2 separate regions of the Mus musculus genome follow, and region 2 is linked to region 1. Evidence: chromatin contacts called from public HiChIP or PLAC-seq data. All regions are on one chromosome and are shown on one strand. The core of a region is the stretch at or near the end of the contact, and the rest is flanking DNA. Distances in the headings are between cores, read along the strand shown. Region 1 overlaps Il15 (interleukin 15). Region 2 has its middle 26 kb from the start of Tbc1d9.

The links. HiChIP or PLAC-seq counts read pairs in DNA pulled down with a chosen protein or histone mark.
Region 2: an H3K27ac HiChIP or PLAC-seq map of microglia shows a contact between it and region 1, with 5 times the contacts expected there. The contact joins two enhancer-like sites. A contact is called at or near these places in 1 of 484 Hi-C or Micro-C datasets (bone marrow-derived macrophages) and 1 of 115 datasets of contacts at active chromatin or transcription factors (microglia).

What each region holds. Positions count from the first base shown.
Region 1 is chr8:82,379,195-82,387,001 of GRCm38.p6, forward strand. Il15 (interleukin 15) reads right to left here. Exons shown (of 8, transcript NM_001254747.1): 2 at 300-421. Among named protein-coding and RNA genes, the nearest start is that of Il15, 19 kb to the right of the region's middle. Within about 2 kb of position 4,282, at least 56 of the 459 cell types and tissues checked have an H3K27ac peak or open chromatin away from gene starts, as enhancers often do. A contact at or near this core is called in bone marrow-derived macrophages and microglia, where this site is marked.
Region 2 is chr8:83,135,758-83,143,564 of GRCm38.p6, forward strand. No RefSeq gene overlaps it. Among named protein-coding and RNA genes, the nearest start is that of Tbc1d9, 26 kb to the right of the region's middle. Within about 2 kb of position 4,469, at least 89 of the 459 cell types and tissues checked have an H3K27ac peak or open chromatin away from gene starts, as enhancers often do. A contact at or near this core is called in bone marrow-derived macrophages and microglia, where this site is marked.

The sequences.
Region 1 (7,807 bases), core at 3,032-5,531:
TATCAACCCACGTGATAGAGGATAACTAGTCTGGACAGAGAACTTCTAAATAAGATGACCTAAAATATTCTGATCTGACTCCAGGTAAAAGGAAACAACCACCTATGTTATGTGCCATACTCTCTGACCTCTCAAATGCTTGTAAAGGCTGGCATTTCCTTCTCCAATAACATGCTCGTTTTCTTAAACCTTGAGTGTAAACAACAGCACCTTGCTTTTCATGGCCTATTTATTGTTTGTCACATTATATTGCATTATTATTACATTGTTGCATGATACAATTCTTAAAGTTTGCTTACTTGGCCTCCTGTAGGCTGGTTATCTGCTGACATGGGTTTCTGTGTTCTTAAGGACCTCACCAGCAAGGACCATGAAGAGGCAGTGCTTTGAAGAGCCAGAGGGCCATGTGTCAAGGTGGATTCTGTAGGAGTAAAAGGCAAGGCTTAAAGAGATAAAATTCATACTGACTCTTTTCCTCAAAGTTATGGTTAAATATGGACCTGTCATTCTGATAAAGACTTGTGTGGAGAAAACTTGAAAAACTAGATCTGAATTGTTTTTTTTTTTTTAAAACATTCCTAAAGTCGTCAGTTCCCCACAATATAATTGACACCCATGTTGACTGTAACTCTCATAATAAATCAAAGCAAATAGGACATCAAAGATAACTGTGGGCTTCATTACAATTACAAAATCTAAGCAAGATAATGGAAGTTACTTGTAGACATCTGTTCTAAGATTTTCCACTCCTGTACTTAGAAATGAGTGTGTGTGTGTGTGTGTGTGTGTGTGTGTGTGTGTGTGTGTGTGTGTGTGTGTGTGTTTTATCATTTACAAAGTATATCTGCTTTTTAAGGGGTCTAGTTACACTGTTAGAGAAGCTTAAAATAGCCTACCTCCTATTTTGCTTTCCAGAAGTACACACTTTATGCTTTTCAAGAGTAAAATAATATATTCTATCTTTTAAAATAATTAAGAAACATGCACATTACAGAATGATTAATGATATGAAGGATATCATATTTATAGCTTTAATATTATGTTAGATAAGTTCTTCTGATCGTTATTGGGATATTAGGAGTTTGAATAAAAAAGAAGCAGCTGCATTGTGTTGCCTAAACTTCCCAAGTGAGTCCCAAGTGAGGGTTTACATATTAGCTCTAAGACTAACTCACAGAGAGGAGAACTCTAACTTAGCATTTGATATCAGCAGCCCACCCCAAGACTTCATCTCTAGTCCACATAAGGAAGAGTGAATGCCAGGGAGGAGAGGAAAAGGCAAAAACTGGAGGTACAATTCAACAACATCCCTCCTAGAGGATTAGCGCTCAACAGGATGCTAGCTTCTCCTTGTCCTTCTCTTTCCCATCCTGTCATCCTGTCATCTTCTTCTTTCCTTTCTCCTCTACGATGTGTAAGAACATGGCAAAATGATAGCCATCTCTGGAGCAGGAAAAATCATCTCACCAGAACACAAGTCAGCTGGATTCTTATTCCTAAAATCCACTGCCTTCAGAATTGTAAAAAACAAACTCTCCCTGTTTAAACCACTCAGTCTCTAGAACTCTGTTACGATACCCACAGCTGACTCATACAAATTATAACACATCCCCACCAGCCAGGAAACACCAGCCAGGAAAATTGATTTTCCCTTAAATATGCCCGTAGAAAGGAATAAAATAACAGAAAAAAATTATTGAAGGCTTTGCTTCAATAAAAATAAATAAAAATTTCCACTCTGGAAATCAGTCTGGCGGTTCCTCAGAAAATTGGACATGGTACTACCAGAGGATCCCGCAATACCTCTCCTGGGCATATATCCAGAAGATGTTCCAACTAGTAAGAAAGAAACATCCTCCACTATGTTCATAGCAGCCTTATTTATAATAGCCAGAAGCTGGAAAGAACCCAGATGCCCCTCAACAGAGGAATGGATACAGAAAATGTGGTACATTTACACAATGGAATACTACTCAGCTATTAAAAAATGAATTTATGAAATTCCTAGGCAAATGGATGGACCTGGAGGGTATCATCCTGAGTGAAGTAACCCAATCACAAAGGAACTCGCACAATATGTACTCACTGATAAGTGGATATTAGCCCAGAAACTTAGAATACCCAAGATATAAGATACAACTTGCCAAACGCATGAAATTCAAGAAGAACTAAGACCAAAGTGTGGACACTCTACCCTTTCTTAGAAATGGGAACAAAACACCCATAGAAGGAGTTACGGAGACAAAATTTGGAGCTGTGACGAAAGGATGGACCATCTAGTGATTGCCATATGCAGGGATCCATCCCATAATCAGCTTCCAAATGCTGACACCATTGCATACACTAGCAAGATTTTGCTGAAAGGACCCAGATATAGCTCTCTATTGTGAGACTATGCCGGGGCCTAGCAAACACAGAAGTGGATGATCACAGTCAGCTATTGGATGGGTCACACGGCCCCTTATGGAGGAGCTAGAGAAATTATCCAAGGAGCTAAAGGGAACTGCAACCCTATAGGTGGAACAACAATATGAACTAACCAGTACCCAGGAGCTCTTGTCTTTAGCTGCATATGTATCAAAAGATGGCCTAGTCGGTCATCACTGCAAAGAGAGGCCCATTGGACTTGCAAACTTTATATGCCCCAGTACAGAGGAATGCCAGGGCCAAAAAGGGGGAGTGGGTGGGTAGGGGATTGGGGGGGTGGGTATGGGGGACCTTTGGGATAGCATTGAAAATGTAAACGAGGAAAATACCTAATAAATAAATAAATAAATAAATAAATAAATAAATAAATAAATAAATAGAAATATTCTCTAATAAGAAAAAAAAATTATTGAAGGCTTTGCTTCTCAACAAAATCCTGTGTGTTCTCACTAATATCCTAGAGTGGCTACTATTGCTGTGATAGATTCCATATGCAAGAGCAACTTGGATTGGAAAGGGTTTAATTCAGCCCTCAGTCTATAATACATTATGAAGAAAATTTAGGGCAGGAACTAAAGAGAGGCTATGAAGGAAAACTGTTTACTGCCCTGTTCTCTTTATCAGCTGACTTTTTTATATCACTAAGACTAGCTGCCCAGGGATGGCACCACCCACAGAGGGTCATCTTCTTGATTAATGATTGATATGGGAGGTCTCAGCCCCTGTTTATTATTTTTTTCTCAACAGGGGTTCTCTCTTCCCAGTTGATCCTGGCTTCTGTCGAGTTGACAAAAAAAAAAAAAAGTCTAACAAGACAAAGGAAACTAACATACTCAGATCTGATGAGCCATAAGATGAAGAAACGGAATTGAAAGTGAGAAATTCAGCCTGCCACCCTCTATAGGCCAGTGCAGAAGCATTGTTAAAGAGACCTCACACCTATTCTGGAGGAGCAGCCCTAACCAAGGCCCCCCCATCCAAAAGTCTTCTTCAATCCTTAGCTGGTCCAGGAGAAATTCAGCCTCTTAGCCCTCTACCATCTCCTCATGTCCAGCTTGAGGCAGTTAGAATCAGAAGGAAGCTAGAAAGCATGCTACATGGACTGTAATGTTCCTGCTTTTAATTAGGAAATATGGGCATAAGACTCTCAGTATAAGACTAGATAATTAATATAGTCACAAAGTTGCCCCTATGTAAAAATTAGGGAAAGTAATAAAATTTAAAATGGGAGGGGGGAATAGACAACGTGCCCCTCCCAAATAAAAGGCATAGGAAACACCTTGTAGCTTTTGAAGTTTAAAATTGCAATTTGAATGTATCTATGGAGTCAAGCATTAAGTTTGAGAAAATAACAGCAAATGTTAAACGTATTAGACAGGGGAGGTTTAGTTGCTTTCATTAATCAAGCAACTATGAAATATATCTATGTTATCTTGTATAAAGGTATTTAGGCTAAGTGGTGCTTGAGAAGACTATGACCATGTCACTTAGCACTCTGAAAACACCATGTCTCATTCAAAGGAGATGAGAAATATGTTTAACTGAATTACCACCCCTCTTAATGCAGTAACCAAGTTAAGACCCTTTGCTTTGTTTTTGTTAGGAAAAGAAAAACAAAAAACAACAACAACAAAAACTCTAGAAATGGTGAACAACCATTACTTTCTATGAATGTATTTTCTGTGTCTGGTTTTCCTGTTCCTAACTTAGTGATCCACACCTTAAAAACATGCAGAGCTGTGCTGTCAAGCTGTGCACAGTAGCCACAAACCCTACGTGACCATCTGAGGGTAAATGAAGTAAAAGAGAACAAACCAGAAATCCACTTCCTCACAGGAGCCAACCACAACTCCAAAGCTGAAAAGCTGAGGCACATGCAATTTTGAAACATGACTTAGCCACCAGCCAGCAATACCACAGCATGCGTGAGCTAACTCAAGATACTTTCACCCGTGGCATTGTGAAAGCAGTAATATCTACCTCACAGGATGATTGTGCAATTCAGCATCTCAGGCATGTGAGTTGTGTAAAATGGGCCATGGCACACAGAGAAGACTCAAAACTATTGTTGTATTTGTATTATAATTTTATGTTCATATTTGATTCTTTTACTGCTACTGGTGATTGGGTGACTGAGACTTAAACTGTTTATCAGATCTAAGAACATGAGCCAATACATTTGTACCTGAGATTATGATAGTCTCCTTGAGATGACACACCTCTGGACAGGGTCTTAAAATTTCGAAGAAAGTGGTCAAAGATCATGAGGAGTTGGACAAAGCCACAAAGCAGAACAGGAGGGTGAGGTTTTCAAAGGTTGAGAGCTTGAGATAAATTTCAAATAACATAGGTACTGCAGAGGTAGAAGAATGAGAGTGGAGAAGATGTTAGAGGGATCAGGCCACGATGTTGGAAAGTGAAGCAAGAGGCAGGGAAGAAGCTCTGTAGTCTTTGCTCCTCAAAAAATATATTTCCTTTCCATCCATAGGCCAATCCATATCTTGTTTATTTGTAGGTTACAGCACCAAAATAGTCTAGCTAGGCTTGACTTTAATAGTGGTCACTTTTGTGTTCTTTCATCCCTTCTCCATGTTATCTTTATATGAAAGCATTGTGCATATATGCTACTTTTAATTGAAGAAATAGATATGGAAAGCTGTTTCCTGAACTTTGGAGATTGGCTGTTAAAAATAAACTACCTCCCTCCAGTCCAGAGATATGTCATAAACACAAAAGATCCCCAGGTATGCACTTAAAATAAAGGATCTGCTTTTGATTCCTTGTGGCATTTAGATAAAAAGATCCATATAAAATGTCAGTTACAATTCATTATAAAAATCAGCAAATCATCACAAAACAATTTTCCAGTGCTGCCACTAGAGATAATTGTTTAACTATTAAAGTGTATGCTATGATTTATAGCAGTCACTCTGATTCCAATCACAGCGTGATCACTCAGCACTGCCACAGAAGACACACCCCATCTGTTTGTCTCGGGAAATGTTGCATGACGACTGTAATGACGCGTACCTGCTATCACCTGCTGATAACATCCCGTCAGAAGGAACAACAGCCTAATGACACAGCTCAGCTCCTTCTGGCAAATGGCCAGATTCAAATATTTCTACTGCCTCCCGCAGAAGTGAGCAGCATGATTACCACAGTCCTCGGTAATAACGCCATCAAATAAAGCAATCTAGAACAAAGTGGTTATTTTGTAGAATACTAGTATACTTTTGACCACAAAAATCCCTTGGGGTCTATTCTGTCTACAGACAGTCTCACCAGCAGTGACTGCCATTCTCCTTTGCTTTAATTATTCTTGCTGATGAGACCTCAGACATCACTTATTTTGAATACTTGGCCTTTTGTGCAACATAGAGAGTGGTTTACACTGTATATGTCAATCAACAGAGTAGTAACAGATTTCTGGAGTGATCCCAAGCATTATTTGTCTACAGCATTGCTTGAAGGGCCCTTCCTGACAAGGGAACAAAGCTTCTAGCAGCAATCCAACAGCTCGCTGAAATGCTAAGATCTTGATTAACCAAGTTTATTTGTCAGTTGGCATAACAAACGTCAGATGCCTGGGCAAAGAAAGTGGCTACTGCTTTCCCTCTCCCTGGCCTAGTCAGCAGACAGTATCCTCACTCTCAGTTATCATTTTTTCTTCTATAGGGGTTATGTGCAGTTATTTCAGGTAGAGCCAGTATATCCCTGGCCTCCAAGACAAAGGACTTAATTTAAAAATATATCTTCCTTCCATTGACCTAATCAACTACTACTTGTTAAAATAGTTATCAGAAGGCCAACTATTACTCTGGTAAAGTAGTATTCATCAAGCTACTACTAAGGATGGTCATTTTTACCTTGTTAATTAAAATTTTTTTCTCTGATTTATATTACTTCAATCATTCTCTTTAGATTCAGTATCAAGAAAGTGGGTTTCCTAAGCACCAGCAAATGCTGTGCCATTCCTTGTGGGATGAAGCTTGCAATACTCCAAGAATTGACTTGTTGAGGGAGGAACTGAAGGATCTGGCAGACAGACATCAAAAACTTGCTTCTTACATCAGGACAATCTCTCCACATGGAAGGCTGCCATGCTACATGACTAAATTACAGAAAAGTCGATTCTTTAACACACACACACATGTTGAGAACAAAGACACCTTAAAAGGCTTTGCTATAACTTAGGACTTAACATATCCTAAAATGTTAAGTCATATAATTCAGGTGTGGTCCCCTGTGCAAATGGTGTTTGGAGGCAGAGTTGTGGGGAAGTACTTGCATCTTGGAAGTCCTGGCTTCAGAAATAGATTATTCTATTGGTATATCAATATTTGAATAGGTTGTACAGAGGAGGTAGAGCTGGGTCCTAGTTAAGGGAAGTAAGTGACTGAGGAAACACCTTGGAAAGATAAATTGACCCCTTCCTGTTATATTATGCTATCTGCCCCCTAGCACCTTGAATTGTACCTTTGCTCTCTGTCTTATTTCTGCCTCACTACAGGCTGAGAGACACTGCAGCCATCCAATCATGGACTTTAAACTAAACTGTGAATCAAAGAAAATTATTCCTACTTCCCCCTCTGCATTGTTTGTCATATTGACACCAACAATAACAAGTACAACACAGTTTTATAGAATTCATATGCCATGTAAAAGCATAACATAAATCATCCCCATGTAAGCACGGGCCATAGCCTTCTAGGCAAGTAGCATCCAGTATACCCCTAACATTTGCTTACAAGAATTTGTTTCTAAAAAGGCAGAATCTCTGTCTGTGGATTGTTCTCTGAACAATGATAGAGGATTCACCATCTTCTATTATATTCTCATGAAGGCTACCATGTTCACAATTAAGTTACTAAAATAATGGTAGCTTTATCACATTGAAGCTGAAGAATTTTTTATAAAATCTGGATCCTCATCAACATTGTCAGAACTATGAAGGAGATGGGAAGCCAAGAAACATGAATATACATTTTAGTTCTGTCTTCAAGTAGCTTCATGGCCTTAGACAACTTATCTTTGAAATACAGAAATTATATTGGAGGTGACCCTAATTCAGTGTTGAAGTACCATACATAAAGTCATAGTTGACCACCACAGCATATATTGCCAAGTCTTTTCTTTCTTCAGAATATCAGATGTAGCAGCCCAAGAATTTCATCTAATCATCTTCTTTTTTTTTTTCAGAAAAGAAAACACACAGAAATTAAGTGCATTGTATAGATTTACACAGTGAGATAAAGTTTGGGTTCAACAATGTGTTTTGTCCCCCCTGCCCCGGGGCCTTTGCTGTTCCCCAGTTGGTTCTTGATCTGTCAGTAAAGAAGCCTCGAGACAATTGCTGGGGGCTTGGGGGTCGGGGGAG
Region 2 (7,807 bases), core at 3,219-5,718, 760 kb after region 1:
TTCAGACAGTGCTTGCCAGCTGGGGGACCCAGTGCTCAAGCACACAAGCCATTGTCCAGATAACTGTATTTGAATTCACCTGGAAGGCACACCTGCAGGCAAGTCTCTGAGGACATTTTCAGAGAGGTTTAATTAAGGAAAGAAGACCCTCTCTGAATCCAGGTAGCACCATGCCATGGGCTGAAACTGCCTCGAACAGAAGAGGAAATGAAGAATGCCAATGTAACAAGCATGCCACCTCTAACTCTCTGCTTCTCCGTCCCTTCTGCAGACCAAGCTGCTCATGTCCCTGTGCCCTGTCCAAAACAGACTGCATCCCTCTGGGCTATGAGCCAAATTAAGCACTTTCTCCCTTAACTTTGCTCTCTGACTGGTATTTATCTGACACAGCTAGAGCCCCATAATTGATATAGTAACTGTTAGTACAGAAGAGAGCCTTCAAGAAACATAAATGTTGTTGCAAAGGACACTAAGGACATAGCTGAGAGACAACAAAAACTGAAGATCATATCAGGATACATAAAGAGACCCTGTTTCCTCCAAATGCCACTTCTTCCTTGAATATTTCCTCTGTGCCTTTTATAAATTAAATTTCTCTTCTTAACTTCTACATAACAATGCATGTTAATGTGGTACAATGAAGTGCTTGAAGATATGTATCTGTTGTGCCATGGTTAAGTCAGTATCTATCGCCTATTATGTTTATTATTCCTTTGTGGTAGAAATCTTTCAAGACGCTTTTTCCTAGAGTTTTTGAAATGCACTTGATCATTATCTGAGGTTGCTCTACTGTGAAACAGCACATTGGCATTTGCTCCTAACTAGTACCCACATCTCCCTGTCCTTACCTCCTTCCTGGTCCTCCGCACCAGGAAGCCACCTATTCTCTACTTCTGCGACTTCCTTCCTTTCTCCCTTCCTTCTTTCCTTCCTTTCTTTTTTGTTTTGTTTTTCTTTTACTTGTAGCTGGTTTTTTGTTTGTTTGTTTGTTTGTTTAATCTGTGTAGCCCTAGCTGTCCTGGAACTCACTCTGTAGACCAAGCTGGCCTCGAACTCAGAGATCCACCTGCCTCTGCCTCCTGAATGCTAGAATCAAGGACATGTGTCACCACTGCCTGCCTGGCTTGCTCTCTCTCTCTCTCTCTCTCTCTCTCTCTCTCTCTCTCTCTCTCTCTCTCTCTCTCTCCCTCCCTCCCTCCCTCCCTCCCTCCCTTCCTTCCTTCTCCATTCTGTGCCTTTTATATGAAGAGTGAATCCTTTTGGCCCTTCTGACTGCCAAGCAGAGGGCCTTCAGTACATGAAAGGGCCTAAGGGCATGAAAACATTCCCCCCTTTTTCACTTTGACATTTTGATAATCTATGTTTTCTAAGACTGGGTAGAACTTCCCTTGATGACAAAAGTCACAGAGTTTCTACAAATCTTGAGCCCTTGGTGAAGAATTAAACTTCCTTTGGGTACTGCAACCATCTGGACACAGATGGAAGGGTATGAGAAGGAGCAGGGTACCACAGGTAAACAATAGATATACATAGCACATGTCGATCCTGGAAGGAGGAAAGATGGCCTCATGCCCCATCTCTTCCTCTCAAATCTTCAGTCCTTTCTGTCTGTGCCAGAGGGAGTAATGAAGAGGTCTTGTGAAAGTTTGAGATGGGATTCCAACATTTCCCAGGACACTAATGTCTAGATACTAAAAAGAAACTAGCTTTTGGCAGCAGTGTCTAGAAGTCATCTCATTTAATTATATCTATCTACCTATCTCTAATCATCTATTTATTAAGCATGCATATATAGAGAGAACATCTCTCTCTAATGTGTGTGTGTATGTATGTATGTGTGTGTGTATATATATATATATATATGTATATATATATATATATATATATATATATATGTATGTATGCATTTCTTATCAGTAGGGAATAAGCCAATCTTATTTTATAAATTTTATTATAACTTTTTGTTTGGTTGGGGTTTTTGTTTTTTGTTTGTTTGTTTGTTTGTTTGTTTGTTTGTTTGTTTTTTAGACAGGGTTTCTCTGTATAGCCCTGGCTGTCCTGGAACTCACTCTGTAGACCAGGCTGGCCTCAAACTCAGAAATTTGCCTGCCTCTGCCTCCCAAGTGCTGGGATTAAAGGTGTGCGCCACCACGCCCAGCTCAAATTTTATTATTTTTGTATTTATATAATCTTCAGGCAGGATGCTTTTTTTTAGGAAAACATTGCTGATTATGTTGTTTATGGTTTAATTTATTGGGTAATAGTCATTATTTAAATTTTTGTGTATTGTTTAACTGTCCTTAGCTCCTTTCTAATTTGGACTCACTTATTTTTATCCTGGAAACAGAAAGAGTTGTCTTTATGAAAAAGCAGACATCAGCATATGCTCTGTCCCTGAGGATGTGCCTTCACTGCACCACTAGACCTTAAACAGAGCCCTTTCAAACCTTCAAAACCAATTACCATGGTGATCTCAATTAAGAGCTAACTGAAGCATCAAATGCTATGTCTCAAACTGCTTAAGTTACATAGGAAATGTTCAGATCAAATACCCCTGAAGAAAAATCCATGGAAACCAGCCAGTGATGCTATTTTGGTCCCAAGATCACTAAGATTCTTCTGAAGATTATTTACTATGACCAAGTCAAATTGATTTTAGGTGGCAGATCAGACACAGAGAAGAGATAAGGTGCGGGGTGGGGAAGCGTATGGGAGGAGCAGCGGTGTCAAAAGAGACATTGGGGCATTCACTCCCAATCACAGACATTGCTCTTGTGCACCTTAGCAGCTGTGCACTTTGTTTCTCAGCTTGTGGAACTGGCAAAATCCCTCCACCATTCATCCCTTCCTGAGGGCTGGTTTGGGAAAAGGTCTTCAGCATCCAGGGCCCTACAAGTATGACAATGTGTATGCAGGCCTTAAAAATGAGGAGCCTTCACCAGGGAGTCTATGAGGGTGAGTCTAGCTGAAACTCCTAGCACTGGGGGATATGACGGCTAAAGTGACCACCTCCTGCAGCCAGGCAGACTCCTCAGTGGAAGGATAAGGGCACCAACCCACCCACAAAACCTTGCCCTGCCTACAAGAAGTGCAGGGACCAGGATGGAGCAGAGACTGAGCAAATGTTCAACCAATGCCTAGCCTCAACTAGTGAGACCCATCCCATGGCTGAGAACCAATTTCTATTAATAATATTCTGTTAGGCTTGCAGGCAGGAGCCTAGCATAATTGTCCTTCGAGAGGCTCCACTCAGCAACTTACTGAAACAGATGCAGAGACCCACAGCTAAGCATTAAACAGAGCTCAGAAAGTCTTGTGGAGGAGTTGGGTGAAGGATTGAGGGACCTGGAGGACAGGGACTCCACAGGAAGACCAACAGTCAACTAACCTGGACCCTTGGGAACTCCCAAAGACTGAACTACCAACCAAAGAGCATGCATGAGTTGGGTTTAGCTCCCCCATACACACACACACACACACACACACACACACACACACACACACACACACTCACACACACACACACACGTAGCAGACGTGCAGCTTGGTCTTCGTACTGGAGCAAGGCCTACCCTGATTCTGCTGATTGCCTGTGGATCCCATTCCCCTAACTGGGCTGCCTTGTCTGGCCTCAGTGGGAAAGGATGTGCCTGGTCCTTCAATGGCTTGAGGTGCCAGGGTAGATTGGTATCCAGGGGGACCTCCCCCTTCTCAGATGAGAAAGGGAGAGAGCTATGGGGAAAAGGGGTGTGTGAGGGGGTGACTTGGAGGAGAGGGGGGATGTGATCAGGATATAAAGTAAATAAATAATTAATGGAAAGAATAAGGATCCTTCAAATCATCATAACTGAGCTGGGTATGTAGCTCAGTTGGTAGAGTTCTGGTCTAGGGTACAAGAAGTCTGGATTCAGTATCCAGTATGGCACAGGGGAAGCATGGTGGTCCCCTGGAATCTCATCATTTAGGAGATGGAGACTGAAGGATTATAAATTCAAGGTCATCTTCACCTACATACTAAGTTTGAAGCCAGCCTAGGATACATGAGTGTCTGTCTCAAAAAAACAAACCAAAACAAAAAACAACAACAAAGTAGGCAGAGCTCAGACACCCGTCAGTACAGAAAGCTTTGAGAAGGAAAGGCACAGCCACATTTCTTTGTGTCCGTCGTGTGATTCTTTTTCCTGTGAAGATGTGACACAAATGCCCACTCATTCGAAAGGGCACAGTTCCAATAAGAGATAAAAGAAAGAATGGCACCACAGTCCAGCGTGGAATCAGCCAGCTTGCTGGGATTCCTCCCAGGAGTGTGCATAAGATGCTCACAGGAACAGAGATGATGCTAAGGAACTTCATGGCAGAGAAGTCCATAGCTCCGATGACAGCTGCCAAGGCTGCAAGCCCAGAGCTCTCTGCAGGAACTACAAGCAGCTAGACTGGTCAGAAAGGCTCCTCAGAGCACTCTGCTCTCTCCCCATTGCCAAACCCCAACAGCTCTTCACACTGCTTCCTTATCCTTGGCAGGGGTGGGGGCCCTCTGGTGAACCTTGGTTTCAGCTTTCCCAGGATGTGGGAGGTTTGTTTACTCCTTGAGTCTCCTGAGTATGTCTCCTTCCTGGAAGGAAACTGCTAGATGTCACTGTCCAGTCCAAAAACTAGGTAACTAGTTTATCAGGCACTGCCTTCTATGGGCCTTCCCTTGCTAGACAATTACAGGCAGTTGTTGAAACAGCATTGAAAGTTCACATAAATACCTCCACCAGTTGGTCACGTTACAGGGATTATTAGTAAATTCTTCATTTTTTCCATCACTTGTGTAAATCTCATTTTCCTATCCTGGGTTTTGCTATGTTAATAAAACAGGATTTCAAAGTCCACAAAGCAAGATAACAGAACTTAACGACTAGAATTCAGTGTTCTAGCATGAAATAGGGTCTCCCAAACAGAGTCTAAGTAATATATTCTACTACATGTACCACATGCCACAGATGACACCCTCATAGGCAGCTGGTGGTCTTTTGATGTGAGTATATCCCTGCCCCTTTAGAACATCATTGCTGGAAGCCTTAATTTACTTTGACAGGGATCAGGAAGAAATGTCAGCCCTCTGTTTCGAATTCAGTCTTACCCAGCCCCTAAGGGGAACCAAAAGAGGAACACACAACCATGGTGGGGAGGAGGTAGACCAGCAAGTACATGCACCTTCGTAAACATCACCTCCAGACACCACTGTGTCCCACACACAGGCACACAACAGCTTCCCCTCTGTATCCTGAGGCCCAGCCAGCCTCTGCTTCTGCCCTGGTCATTTCACAGGAAGCAGTTGACTTCCTCACAGACAGCACACTTGCCGTTTCACTGACTCGAACTAATAGCTGCAACCTCCAATATCTTCCTTATGTGCCAAGAGCTGGAGTACTGTAAGTACTGTAGTCATTTGCCTATCGCACTCTTAGCTAGGAAGTCCAACTGGGATTGGACACAACATTCCTCAAGAACCCAGATGTCTTCATATTGGTACAGTTCTTTCTGCCTTGAGTTTCCTTTGCTTCTATCCCTTTAAAATAGAAGCGACAATTCAAGACATGTTTTTAAAGTATAACTTCATGTCACTGGCCTCATTTCCACATCATCAGCTTGCTCCCTGTCAGGGTGGAAGGTGTCCCTAGTTAATCACGATGCATCATCTGCCCCATGTCAAGCACACAGCTTCATTACTCACACACAGCCAGACACAGTGGGCACACGGCAACTTTTTGTTGTGCAAAGTCAACATTTGCTGGAAGCTGAGTTGCCCAGTTCCGGTTTTCTGGTTTCAGTTCTGAAGAAGGTTCCAATCACTTGCCCTGTCTGGAGACATACTGTTTTTAACTCTTTCTCCTCTGAAAACTCTTTCACTGTACACACCGTGAAAGACATCTGGTTTTGGCCTCTGCTCTTGGAACTGTCTTTACAGTCATAAGAAGATCCCTTTGGTCTTCGTTTGGACCACAAATCAAACCTTAACTGTATTCACAGAAAAATCCTAGCGACTTGATGTCTTTCCAGGAGAAAATGGCATGTAATTCACTTCCTCAGGGCCTTCTTCTGTTTCTTTAAAACACTTTTTATTAACTCTAGTAGTTATTAATATGACCTGGCCAGCCCCCCCCCCCAATAATCGAGACCGAGGCCTACTAGACTTATCTATCAGCTTTAGCACCATTGCTGGGCTAATTACCCCTAATCTATTTTTCTAATGCTAGACTGGCTGCTTCCAGCTAAGCTCCTCAAGTACTTACTCCACCAATCTGTTCTCAGGGCGGGAAGACATTTCACTCAGGTGAGTATTCCTGGTCCACCCTATCTAACAGAGACCTCCTGTTCTCTGTCTTCTCTCTCCTCCCTCCTTCTCATCTCTCCTTCTATCTCTTCTATCTCTCTTCCTCACGGTCCCTACCTGTGACCGCCAGCCTGGTAACTAAAGCCCTGCCTACCTCTATTCTCCCAAGTCATTGGTTGTAGCCACTTTTATTTAACCAATAGCTTTACATTGGGGAGCAAGGTTTATAATACAAAGGCCAATGTATGTGAGAATATGCTTGTCTGGGGCAACCAGATCTTGGGGTCCAGAATTTAGCATTTGTATATATAATAGCACTAGACCAACCCCCAACATTCTTCTTTTTCTACTACTGTCTTTTCAGGTCATAAAACTTATTTGGAGCCTAAGGAATTTCCTGGTACCCCAAGCAACCATAAACATGCATTCTGTCATATTTTAAGAGCATTGCTTACTACATGAAAAAGTTTGTCGACAGTTACTTATTGGAGACAGCTTGTTGGTAGACTGGCAAGTTCATCAGTCAAAACAGCTTACCCACAATCAACATTTAAAGTGTCTGAGAATTAGGGAGACAGCTTACAGGGTAAAGTGCTTGTCATGCAAGCATTAAGACCCAAGTTCTAATCCCCAGCAGCCAAGGAAAAGCCAGGGGAACAATGTCCATGCCTGTGTTCCCAGTGCTGGAAATATAGGATCCCTTGAACTTTTTGGCCAGGCAGTCTAGCCAAACAGGTGAGCTTCAGGTTCAGTGAGAGGCCTTGTCTCAAAGAAGGGGATAAGGTGCAGGACTGAGGAACACAACTGTTGTTTATCTCTGACTTCTACATGTTCATACACACATGCATGCTACCTACCCCAGGAACATGTGCACATGTATACCCCACCCCCAGACATATGTGTACACAGAAACAAAGATAAACTCATTAAAAGAAAAGTTGTTAGCATATTTAAGGGGATTATAGGGTTGCTGGCCTGAACTTATTAAACTTCACTAAAACACATGACATTGACTTTACCTTGTTACAGAACAAGTTTTGTTTTGTGAAGCCAGGCTTAACCGTTTCAATTATTTCTATACCCAGACCATTCGGGTTTCCTTGTATTTGGACTTTGTTGAGTACAACCACAAATGTGGGGAGCCGCCCTCACATTCGCCATTGCAAGATGGTGCTGACATCCTGTGTTCTAAGTGGTAAACAAATAATCTGCGCATGTGCCAAGGGTAGTTCTCCACTCCATGTGCTCTGCCTTCCCCGTGACGACAACTCGGCCGATGGGCTGCAGCCAATCAGGGAGTGACACGTCCTAGGCGGAGGATAATTCTCCTTAAAAGGGACGGGGTTTCGCCATTCTCTCTCTCTTGCTTTCTTGTTCTTGTTCTTTTTCTTGCTTTCTTGCTCTCTCTTGCACTCTTGCACTCTTGCTCTCTTGCGCTCTTGCGCTCTGGCTCCTAAAGATGTAAGCAATAGAGCTCTTGCTCTTGCT